2 separate regions of the Callithrix jacchus genome follow, and region 1 is linked to region 2. The links are chromatin contacts, called in public Hi-C maps. All regions are on one chromosome and are shown on one strand. The core of a region is the stretch at or near the end of the contact, and the rest is flanking DNA. Distances in the headings are between cores, read along the strand shown. Region 1 holds the start of BMI1 (BMI1 proto-oncogene, polycomb ring finger). Region 2 has its middle 23 kb from the start of SKIDA1.

The links. Hi-C and Micro-C count contacts between places; a contact is called where the count stands out from the background.
Region 1: a contact with region 2 is called in a Hi-C map of skeletal muscle, with 5 times the contacts expected there. The contact joins the promoter of BMI1 here to the enhancer-like site in region 2. A contact is called at or near these places in 2 of 3 Hi-C or Micro-C datasets (induced pluripotent stem cells and skeletal muscle).

What each region holds. Positions count from the first base shown.
Region 1 is chr7:22,827,504-22,833,454 of calJac240_pri, reverse strand. BMI1 (BMI1 proto-oncogene, polycomb ring finger) reads right to left here and starts at 3,999. Exons shown (of 10, transcript XM_035306931.3): 1 at 3,720-3,999. It overlaps COMMD3 (COMM domain containing 3), which reads right to left. Exons shown (of 6, transcript XM_035306936.3): 6 at 5,115-5,485. The coding sequence ends at 5,272.
Region 2 is chr7:22,000,029-22,006,658 of calJac240_pri, reverse strand. No RefSeq gene overlaps it. Among named protein-coding and RNA genes, the nearest start is that of SKIDA1, 23 kb to the left of the region's middle. Within about 2 kb of position 3,413, at least 11 of the 16 cell types and tissues checked have an H3K27ac peak or open chromatin away from gene starts, as enhancers often do. A contact at or near this core is called in skeletal muscle, where this site is marked.

The sequences.
Region 1 (5,951 bases), core at 2,750-5,249, 830 kb before region 2:
CCTCTTTCCACGTCGACTCGGTGCGTAGAACTGCTTTCAGATCTCGACTTTCTCGGTCTGTCCTCTCTGCAATCACTCGGTCAGAAATTTCACGAGGGGATCTTTCGAGAATGCCAACTGTGCACTGAGCCCGAAACCGTAAGGGCTCAAACTGCAGAGATGTTTATTGAACCGAACCTCTTTGAAACTTCCTTCTCTAATGTGACGCTCTCCTGTAGATCAAATGAGTGATACAAAGTTTTGGAAAGGCTGAAAACTAAAATCTGTTTTACTAGAGGAGGAGTGGGGCAAAGCCCAGTGTTTTATCTGAACAAACTATGCTGGGGGCAATAAAAACTACTTTAATCGGTATGATAATGACAATATATAAAGAACCATATGACCAGCCCATTCCCAAGGCTAAATCAACACCTTGTCAACCCAGAGCAGCGATAGGAGAGAAAAACAAATGTCATTTCTCAGTCTAAGTTTCATAAACCCCCCCCATACGATGAAATGATATTCTCAACAGATACCTATGTTATAGGAAAGTCACAATGGGGAACTGTCAGCAACAATACACCAGCCGACATTCAGGGAAGTCAATTACTTCGTGTAGCATTCTTATAAAATAAACTTCAACGCCCCTCCTTCATTTATTTCAGAACCTGATATAAGACTATGCTTCCACACTTCACTGAAGTACATTCTCAAAGCTTCCTTGAATGGAAATCCAGGAACTTTTGAAACTTGCCGTAAGATGTACCTGCGGTTTTAATTCCTAAGGTATATTAGTGCAGTAAAGGGAAACACCAATCAACACATCTTAATGGCTGAAATTAAGAGCTGACTTCTAGAAAATGGTAAAAAAACAAAACAAAGCCTCTTATAAAAGTGACCACAGTGACAACGGACAACCTCAACCAGAAAACTTCTTGTGTGACTCCTCAGTTATCTTTGGGCTACTTGTTTAGAAGAATACTGTCAACATGTAAACATAAATCTAAGTGGGGTCATAGAGGAGTTGTAGATAGAGCTATGTCCCTAAAGAGTAGCAATATTTAAATCCAGCTGTACTTGGTAAATTAAAGAACAGCCTTGTTGGTGCTTAAGGAAAATTCTCCTAGTGAAATCAGAGGATCTTTCCTAGAAAGATAGCAAGGTGATACTACTGTTTGCCTGTGAAAACATACTGCACTAAAAAACCACTGATCGTGAAGTTCATGAAGAGGTGCCAATAAAAATAGCTCCCTTTATTTCTCCTCTACCTTGCAGAAAACCAACACCACATAAACAGAAATACTAACATGGAGAACAATCAAACCTCAGTGGAGGGTTATCTACTGGTTGGATTTGAGCATTTAAGTCACATGTACTTGACCAAAACTCTTTCAAATCCAAATCTTAATTCACCCAACTACTCTACCTCAGTTCAGAAGAATTTGGCCACAGTCCTCCCACCATTTATAATGCTAATAAATATTACTTTGTTACTTATATAAAAATCAGTTATTTAAGCCATTTGAAAGTAGTGGCAACCTAATGAAGACTTCCAAAGTGTTTGACGTGCTTGTTAAGATTTGAGAAACAATCTCTTCCACACTAGAAGTGAAAACCTTCCAGGTTCCAACCCGGAAACTGCCAGTTAAGCAAGCAAAAATGCACCAAACATATAATGGTAAAAATAATCAACAGTTAGAACTTGCCATTGTAACATACTCAGTTGGGGCTGTCAGTTTTTAGGTGAAGGCCTAACACCAGGCATGTAAAAGTGAAGGAAAACAGAAGCAAGTTCTTAGGTTAACCATCAGCTTGCCTACTGCAATCTAAGAAATGCAAATGAACTCCATAACCCCAGTTGTGGCTCACAGCCCAATATAAGTATGGGTAAAGTTGGGGTTAATTTGACTCCTGGGGAGAAATTTGCCTATTTGCACACTTAACATACATCCAAGAACTTAGTGATAGAGTAATGAATGGATTTACCATATACAATTAAATGCTTAATTTTCTTACAAAAGCTTTATGTGTATACATGCACACACGGTGACTTGTATATAGCTTTAAAAATACCTTTACTAGGCATATGATTTACACAAGTTAAGCTATTTCAAACACTTCTGACTACACTTGGGGGAGATGTATAGGATGAACTGAAGTCTAAAAAAACTATAATTTTGCTTATAAAATCAATCCCAGGGATTTCTGATCCCTCTACCTAAAACTCAAAATGTTAATATATAGAGTCTCACAACTTGGTATATACTGTCAATAATTTGCATCCTTAAGTATCAAGTCTTTAGTGTAGCTTATAATGTGTTTCCAGAACTTGGGAATTAAGGTTCCTATAAAACATAGGTTGAACTACTCATGAGGTTGTACACATCACCAACCTTCACTTGCATTTAGATAAATAAGCTCGGAATTTTGCCCACTTTATAAGGGAAGGGGTTACTACTTGCTTCTCTTTCATATATTGAACCGTGACCACTAAGCCCACTAAATCCTTTTATTGCAATTGAGAATGATCAAAGTCTCTCTACTTGTTTACTTCCAATTATTAACTGTAAATCTCTGGGAAAACGATCATTCTATATCGCTGTCAAGCCCAAGTGACTGCGTAAACATATGCAATCAACTTTTCAGTGCTCCCTTCTAAAGTAGCCCTTTGCCAAACGACCTATGCTGACATTTAGCAAAACCTATAAAATGTAAGTAGACTGGAGTCATGAGGCTGAGTGCATCCTTAGTAGAAGTTGAGAGAAAAGCTGCAGTTTCCAAAAGGGGGAAAAAAGAAAAAGAAGTAGAGAGAAAGGAAGCCTCCAGCAAGGCTAACGTCCAGTCACCATCTTTACTCCACAAAAAGCTCCAAATTTGAAATATCCACTTCCCAGGGATCACCTTCCAAGTGATGTTTGGAGCACTTATCCAAAACTCCCAACACACACCACCTTGAAAACTTTAGCATTTTAAACACAAATGCAGGAGACCTTGGAAACAACTGGAAACCGCCATCTTACCAGCCATCCAATCTCACAGAAGTGTCCCCCCAACTTAAGTTAATAACATTTTTGTCGGGGATCTCTCCAGCCTAACACCCAACTTGGAGGGATGGCCGCCCCCCACGCAACCCGTCCCTATAAAATGGGGGCGTTCTCTGGCTGCTGGAGCCCCTCCAGAGCCCTTTCTTCGGAAGACGAGGGAAGCCACTTGACCCAAGCAGCTCCCGATTTCAGGAACCCGTACCCGTTCCATCCAAATCTACCTCTCAACAAAGGGCGCTGCGGCCCGGAGAGCCGCCGAGGCTGGAAATACTAGTGCTCCTCTCGGGGGCCATGTGCGTCGCGAGGGTACGGAGGGGCGCCCGGGGGAGCGGGGAACTAAAACGTGGGGCCGCGCGCGGCGCGCCGGGGCTGAGCGGGCGGCGGCGGCTGGAGCGGCGCCGAGCCCTGCTGGCGGCGGCGGCGCGGCGCGGGCTGCGGGTCGGTCCCGGCGCCGCGGGAGTCGGCGGGCGGCGGCGGGCGCGCGCTCGCGGGCGCGGGGCGGGCGACGCGCGGGACCGGCGGGCGCGGGGCGGGCAGCGCGGGGCGCGGGGCCGGGCGCCCACGCTGTCAGCGCCCTCCAGGCAGCGCGGCCGGGGCGCGGGGGGGGGCTCCTCTTCCACCCGCGGCCACCCCGAGCCCCGCGCGGCCCCCGCCAGCCCCCAGCCCCGTCCCGGGGGCGCCTCGCCTCCTACGTACCCGGAAAGAGCAGCCGGTGCGAGGCGATCGAAGCGGGCGGAAAAGACAATGAAAGTTAAAAGTCGTTCAGCAGAAAATGAATGCGAGCCAAGCGGCCATCTTGAAGCGAGCTGCAGACGCTGCTGTCAATGGGCAACCAGCGCGGCCCCGAGCAGCCGCGGCCGCCGCGCTCGCCTCATGCCGCCTCCGGCCGGCCTCCTCCTGCTCCGGCGCCTCGGCCTCCTTCGGCACCTCGGCCTCCTCCTCCGCCTCCGCCTTGGCCTCCAACGCCTCCTCCTCTGGGGCCTCCTCCTCCTCCTCCTCCTCCTCCTCCTCCTCCTCCTCCTCCTCCTCCTCGGCCGCCGCCGCCTCCTCCCGCTCGGCACTCGGGGGAGGGAGCGCGCGGAGGGGGCGCGATCGGTTTTATTCTGCGGGGCTGGGAGGTGCTGCTAAGCCGGAGCGGGGCTCCCGCGCCCACATCCCCATTGTCTCGCCCCGATCTCTGCCTCTCATACTACGATTATTTCATAGTTGCTGTGGGGGAGGCGGGCGGGCGGGGGGCGCCGTGTGTGTGCGTGCGAGCGGGGGGAGGGGAGGAGGGCGAGGAGGGGGAGGGGAGGGTGGAAAAAAATGCACTGCTGAAGGCAGAGTGGAAACTGACACCGGCTCCAAAATGGCTCGGAGTCCGCCCGCCCCCTCCGCCCGCCGCCCCCCCAGCGGGTCACGTGCTCCCCTCATTCCTTAAGGGCGGCCTGGGAATTAGTGTCGGTGTAGTCAGGCCCGTGGCCGCCCCCTCCTCTCCGCGCCGCGCGCCAGGCCCCCTCCCTCGCCCCGCGCCGCGGCGGCGGAGACATTTCTCCACAGCGCCACACGCGCCGCCGCCACTCCGGCCCCGCACGCCGCGCAGCCCACCCCGCCCCCCGTTCTTTCTTTCTCCGGGCCGCCCGCCTCTTCCCGCGGCGCACACGTCCCTCTGCCACCGCCCCCAGCCGGCCCCGCGGGCTGCGGCCCAGGCTCGGGCGCCGCGGCGGGGAACCTGTGCCCGAGTTGGGCTCGCGGAAACAACAGCGCCCGCCCGCCAGCCCGCGGCCGCGCCAGCCCCTTCCCCGCCAGCCGGCGGCCGAGGCGGGGCGCGCGCGGGCGGCGGCTGGCTCCGGGCAGGGGCTCCGCGCAGGGCCGGGACCGGGCGGCCGAGGGTCGGGCTGCGGGCGAGACCTCGGGCGCAGGTAACGGGCCGGGCTGGGGCGCCGCCCGCACCCGGAGTCCCGAAGCGGGGATCTGCGATCGCATCCTTTCCTCCGTGTTTTAACTTTAATCCTTAGAAAAGGCGATCGTTAAAAGTTAACACTACTGTATCTAGCTCTTCACACAAAGTAATAACACACGAACTCAGATGCAAACAAAATATCATCACTGTTTGTGGAAAACACCTTATTTATTCAGGGTGTAATACTGTCTACTTCCTTTTAGAAGACATGAAAAAGACCAAAATAGGATAAATGGACAGTTAGGACTAAATATGATTCAAATACTTAGGCAGTATTTTTCCCTCTTAACCTTTTCACACGTGTTTTTAAAAAGTGTCAAAATTGATGAATGGCATAAATTCAAAAGGAAAATTCTTTTCTACTGAAAAGGACATCCAGCTCGCATAAACGGTGGTTCGGCAGTAGGAAAGGCGTCTCTGGTTTTCCTCTGAACTCGGGCGGATCGTTAACTTCCCCAAGTTACAACTGAGTTGCTCTTTCCAGGCTTTTCGAAGCATCTTTAAGCTTCCCCACCAAGTCCTAGAAGACGTGTATAGAATACCACGTTTTTAGGATAAAAAAATAGAAGCATCCACGTTCAAGAAAGTTGCAAGGAAAAAAAAAAGTCAGGACACCCCTTCCAAACAAGTTTAAAATTCAACAAGATTGTAACCTTTGACAACTATCGGTCAAAAGAAGCATTTCCTCGGAAGTATCTCATGTTCAAATCGGTTATTTGCCCTCACATTCAAACATAATTTCTAACCGAATCCTTAACAGCTCAGGTACCTCTAAATTTTCTCAAGTTATCTAACAAAGGTTATGCTGTATACACATTTAATGCAAGTTTAAAGTTTGATTCATAGTTACATTAAAACGACTCTTCAGGAGATGCCTTTGAAAAATTCAATTTCACTTAAATTTCAGGTAATGATCTTCATTTTTTTAAGTGCTAAGAAATAAATTCGTTGTCATATCCATTAATCAATGTAGTTTTGAATTTCCC
Region 2 (6,630 bases), core at 2,164-4,663:
CCCCCAAATAAATTCCTAGTTAACTAGCGTAGACTAAACACATTAATAGTATTAAGTGGTGAAAACAGACAGGGTTGAACGTGAGGGCATGTCAACTGGACCCAGACCGGGTCATACTTCTCCTCTGGTGACAAATCAGGGTGCTTCCAACACGAAAATAGAAATGTAACGTTCAACTGGACGAATTAATTTTTGACGGATTTACGGTATGATTTTCTTTCAAGCAGTATTCATTGGTTCCTTCCATCCACAGTGCCGTCCAAAGACAGAAATATAAACAAGCACTTGCTGCATTGCGGAAACCCCTTAACAGTATCTCCCAAAGAAAGATCAAGACACTTTGTGAATTTTCCCCAGATAATGCCTCATATTCCGAATGACTGATCAGAGAACTCTCGTATTGTTCAATAAAATGAGAGGAAGGCGAGTGACGTGGGAGTCGAACAATGGCATTTCTGAATCAGTTTGCTTGATTGACATTTGGGAGCTTCATGACCCCAGGGAATAGGACTCATTACGGTGAATACACCAAAACATCAACCAAGATTAGAACTCTAGATCCTGTTTTAATCCCATTTCAGTCCAAATTACAGTGGGAAAATATAAAATCCAAGTGGAGAGAATCACTCCGTTATGTATTGCGCTAAAGTTTTATTTGTACTAACGGGGAAATAAAAGTGGAAACCCTATCCACTTTCCAACACTTTAGATAGAGCACTGACAATTAAGAAAATGCATGGATTTGGTAGCCGAGGTACTAAGAATATTTACGTGGTAAAAAACATTTCATACTTGGGAGACACTTTATTGGAAAAGTAAGTAGGGAGTTTTTTTTTTTTTTTGTATGTGTAAGAAAAATGTCATAACCCTTTCCACTTAAAAAGCGACGGTCATTTTGATGCCCCCAAATAGCTGATGCTAAGAAATAATTAGACACCTTAAAGCTACTGTCTAAATTTCCATGATTGTTTGGAAGAACTCTCTCCAACGTGGGAGGGGAATTTGTTTTTTAATATCAAAAGCTGTGTTAGCATGTACATTTAACCCAGGAAATTGTGAGAACTGATCTTCAACTCAGGTTGGAAAAAGGGAAGGTGTTTGAGCAAAGTCTATTTTTAACAACATAAAAGTGTGAGATAAAGTGGACTGTGTGTTGGGTTGAGATATAATCTATGGCAACTTCACCATACAAAATTTTCGATTCTTCAATGGGACTCATCCTCAAATTTTAGAAACTTGAAAAATTGAAGTCTTAAGTATTGTGTGTTAAACTGAACCAAGAGCTCACAGAAACACAAAGCTGTGGTAAAATACGTTATAGTTATATTCTCATATATTTAGTAAGCAAACTACAGCAAAAAAAAATGTACTAGGGAGATATAAAATAGAGCAAATATGTTACGAATAATGAAACGGAAGGAGTTGCTGCACAACATAGCTTCACAATCTTATATTTTGAGGGGTAGGTTTTAATAAGAAGCCTCTGTATTGCATGGGAACTGGGAGTTGTAAGAATTATTTATGCAGTAAGAAGGAACAAAAATTAATTATTAGGAGCTCAGTAATCACCAAATAAACTCTGAGCTTTGAGGTTACAAATAGACGACTATCTTCATGTTCAATTATACAGTATCAATTACTAATACAACTGATGTTTCAGTGTCTCAGTGAGACCAGATACTATCTTCTATGGAGATATCTTGGTATTAATTAATGACTGCTTTATTCTCATTATTCACAAGGAAAAATAGGGGTCGTGTCACATTAAAATTAAGATTATCTTAGTTTATCTGGGCTCTTAAACAAAGATCATTCAAAGTAATTATATTTTGAATTAACCGAGGTGGGCAATTTATCTCGTTATTTTTTTGTTCAAAGACAGGAAAATAAAGATCAGAAATAAGCAAAGTTTCATTCTGAAGACAGAAAGAACCAAACAAACATGTCTTGACTTTTGCAATATTTCCCTTGCTAAAAGGGGGAATGAGGGAGCTGTAAAAGACGTGACTTTGCAAAGTCAAGTCCTTTTTAAAAGACTCAGATCGAAATTCTTGCTATGCAACAAGGATTCAAGTTTGATTAATTTTCTGCAAGCGACGTGACAGCGGTGTTTTAAAAGATTAATTAAAATTGAAGTGATACGGAGCAGGAATTCAACCTGCAGAGGCGTCCCTGGCGCCTTGGGGGGCTTTGCAAGCTAGTCCCAAGCCCGAACTGCGGGCTTTCCCGAGCCTGGGACGCAACTCCTCGTCTCCTGGAGAGGAACGCGGAATTTGGCAGGGCGCCCGCCTGGCCGCCTGGCATCCTGAGCTGGCCGCCAGCTCTTGGGGGTGGGGACGGGGTGTGTCCTGGGGAACCCGCTGCCGAGAGAACTGCTAGCGCAGCTCAGCTAGCGACGAGCCAGTGAGGACCAGGGTCAAGCCAAGAGGCCGGAGGGGTCTCCTGGCAGCCAGCAGCTGACAGCCCCAGGCAGCGTCCTCTTCACCTGAGGGTGGGGGTTGGGGGAACGTACTTTGTGACCCGGCTGGTGCGGAGCCCCCTCCACTGCGGGAGCTTGCAGGGGTGCGGAGGTGTGAGTGGCGCTCCTCGGCCGCGCGTCCGCAGTGCAGAGGACGTGCAGGACTCGGCCGAGGGCGGCTGCACCCGGGCCTGCTTGGCGGACCCGGACTCCGGACTCCGGGAGGCCCAGCCCAGTGCCACTGCCTCAGCCACGTCTCCCACCTCTCTGCTCAGTTTCCCGCCCCTGCTTCCGCCTACCCCCACATCCCTGTCCTCTCGCTTCCCTCCTCGACACCTCCACCAGAGTAAGAAACGAAGCCGAACGCATTGATAACTGTGCTTAAGAAGATACAATCGCGGGAGCCCTCAGGGTGGCGCGCGGCGGAGAGGCGACGCGGGTGGCGCTGCAGAGGGTACAGTGGGGGGCGGGGAAGAGGGGGGCGTTCTTGTGCAATTAGCCTCCCCGGGGCGCAGACCACGGTGTCCCCTTCTCTCCAGCTGGGGGTCTCGGGTCCTGGAGCTGAGAGGCCGCACCTCGCCTCGCTGCCCGGGCGTTGCGCCCCTGGGCCCCAGGGTGACGCGGCGGGGGCGGCCCTTGCGACCTGCGGCGGCGTCGGGAAAGCCCTGTCTCTGCGGCGGGTCCCCGGGGTCGGGCCCTGGAAGGGTCCCTGGGGATACTCCGCGCTGAGAAGGATCTGTGGTTTCTCCTCCCCCTCACGTCTCCCTTTCCTCCCCTCTTCCCGGGGACCTCGAAGGTGGGGGGGAGGTGGGAAGGGAGGCGGGCATGCAGACCTTGCAGGCTCGGGAGCCGGAGCTCCGGAGCTGGGGGAGTCGGAAGCGCTTGGACGCGAGGGAAGGGGCCGGGAGCGAGGGGGACGGCGCTGGGGAGGGCTAGGGTGCTGGGAAGGCGACAGTCCCTTCCCCTATGAGTGGCGCGGGGTACCTCTTCCCCGGGGAACCCCCACCCAACCGTTCCCAACCTTGAGAACAAAGGGTCTGGGAAGCACGGTCGGGGTCTGGGAGCGGAGGTGGAGGGAGGCAGGAAGGCAGGAGGTGGGGGCAGGGGAGTGCGCCTCCCCGCGTTTCCTCTCGCGGCCGAATGATGGAAAGCTCCCTCCTGCAAACGCCTCACTGAGGCCGCTTCTAAATCCGGGAGGGCTCGGGTTCCTTACCTAACGGCTGCACTCCGCTCCCTTCCTCCCACAGCGTCCCCACCCCCTCCGGGGATAGGGGCCCGGGAGCTGCCAGGCCCGCTGCAAGCGGTGACGCTGGAGAAACCACGGGGCATCAGCGCCCCCTGCAGCTGCTGGGCGCCTCCGCAGCCGCGGCGCAGACCCGACTCTTAAGGTGGCACCGCCGGGTTCCCAGACCGCGCGCGCAGCTGTCGGGGTTCTCTGCCCGCAACCGGGTCTCCACCCGCTGCAGGTCTCCCTCTAGCTGCGGGCCTGACCGTCCAGAACGGCCGGAGTGTGCAGAACCCTGCAGCTTGATCCCTTGGCCCTAGTACCTGCAGGACCTCTTCGGCGGATGCTCCTCTAGACATTTCGACAGGCTAGATTGAAAATTCCCTGCGAGTATAGGAGGATGCGTAAGTCCCGCTTCAGGGAGAAACGACAAGAATGGCGTTTCTTTAAGCCTAAACCAAACTTTTATTTTCGGTTATAAAAAGCAGAACTCCAGCAGGAAAGGGTAGCGGAGGGTTGGCACGTCCACATCCGTCGTTCTCTTGGATCCAAGTTTTTTATGGTGAAATTGGGCGGTGGAGCCGGGATCGCCTTAGGCGATCACACCCCGAAAACTCGTAGGCAGGTGCGGTGCTAGAAGCCTGGGGCAGCCGCGGACCGGCAGGGTAACTTCGCCTCGCGCACCTCCCGGGCCCCAAGCTGCAGCGCACTCCCGTCGACGTGCTTTATTTGATAATATCGAGGAACTTGGAGAAGATCGAAGTGCAATTTTTTCTTTTTTTTCTTTCTTTTATTTTTTCTAACTAAATAGTATGTGTATGTGAACCCAGCATCTCTTGGAAATAAGTGTCCTCAGAGAACTCCAGATTCCTAGGGGAAACCTACTTGCCCTGAGAGCAGGAAATGCTTAAGCCAACCCAGGTTCCTGTGCCATCCTCAGTGAATTCCCTTCTTTTTGCTCTAAATTCCTCCTCTAAGTCCAGGAGAGGTACTACCGGGAGCCGCGGAGCAGAGGGCGGTTGCGAGGGCGCAGGGGAAGGGAGGAGGGCTGTGGGCCCGGGATGGGCAGTTTCCAGGCACCGTGGGAACCTCCCTCCCCCGGGGCGCAGGTCCTTGGCTCCGCCCTGTCAGGCCTGGGGCCGAGCGGCCCACCTAGCGGGTCCAGCACCCGGGAAGCCGAGTCTGCACGGGGGTCGGGCCACCGCGAGGGAAGCTAGCCTGGGCAAGTGCCGCGCGGGGTCAGACCCACCCCAGGGGTTGCAAACCGCAAGCGAAAGTCGAGAGGGGCTGGAGCTTTTCCTCTAATCCGTTTTACACGGTGAAAACCGCAGGCCTGTCGCCTAGGCGGCCACTTTTAAATTGGGAGGCAAATAGAAGAAAACCCAAACAAACGCACGAGCAGACTTTTTCCAGCTAAGTTTTTCCTCAATAAAAAGCTAGCTTTCTTGAAAAAAGGGAAACTGATCCGCGCTCATGATTGCTCTCTTGGGGATTGGGGGGGGGGGCAATGGGGCGCGCAGGAAGCGCGGCAGCAACCCCAGCGCGCATGGGGCAGCCTGGCCTGTGCCCCTCTCACCACGCTCCTTCCCAGGCTATTCCGTGCTTCGCTTTCCACTGGGGTCCCTCCTCTCCACGGGTCACGCCGAGGCCATATGCTTCTTGCAAGGGGCCCGCGCTTTTTCGCTCGGCCTGAAGGACTCATATTGGTGTTTGGATGTTGGGGCGCAGGGTGTGGTGCGCGTTGATTTGTCTGCTAATCTAGGTTTCCTCCAAGCACCAGGCCTGAAGTGTAGGTCGCCTGTCCAGGGGCTCAGGAAACCTCCAGGCCAACCAGAAAAATCACAGACAACTTTCTAATGTCACAGTTTTCCCCAGGGGGAAAAGCAGAAGTTGCTAGGCGCATCACCCAGCACCCGGGCAAACTCTCGACTTACCTTGCGCTCTTCTGGGGTGTGCAGGGGGGCCTCCGGAAACCCCTAGATAAGCAAGCAAAGCCTTGAGAAGTGGGTTGGGGAACGCTCACCAGATAAACCATGCATCAGACTTAATACTCCAAATCTAGGCCAATCTAGGCCCATCTAGGCCAGGTGGGCTGAGTCTTGGGATAGTGGGTGTCTCCTTCCTATGTTGATGTATTAGGACTTCTCTGTGGAAAAGTATTTTTAGTCAAACTTGTGGTCCTGGAGATAGAGGAAAAGAAGAGAGAAGAAAGACAGAAGGAGGAAGAGCTTTATTGTGTGTGTGTGTGTGTGTGTACATATATATATATATATATATATATATATATATATACACATATATGAACCTAGAAAAAATTGCTTGGTTAAATTGTGGAGAGGAAGGGAGGGAAGGAAAGATGAAGGCTTTTTCTTCTTCCTTCTTTAAAAGCCCAAACACTTTCTTTCAGAATCAGAATGTAGAGAGGCAGTCAGTCTTGGAGCATGTTTATGCAATTGAGGATACTACTCATTAATTCACTTTTAAAGCATTTGCTGAGTTGAGCACAGTTTTAAAAAGGTTCCCTCTCACCCAGTTCCTGTTTGAAGCTCAATGCATTTTGACTGAAAGAGATTTGAGATAAAAATTTCAGAAGAGAAAAATGTGTGTATACATCTGGATATATATACACATGTAACGGGGATGGTGTTCCCTCTAGTCCAAGACAAGAAATTCTACAGGTAAATTATTATTTTTTTTAAAGTCAGTTTTTTTTTTCTTTCTATCATTGTATTGTCACTAGAAAGAAAAGTGCTGAATTCTCTGTCTCTCCATTTTCCAATAATAAATCTCCTAGGAGCAATAACTTTTGGCAATTGTGCCCTTCCACACTTTCTCTCTGGCTTGCTTTCTTTTCCACATATGAATACGCACACAGCAGATACATCATGCACAGGCTTTTTCTTAATGTGTAATCTGTAAATCTAGACCCATGTCTTAGGTTTTCATT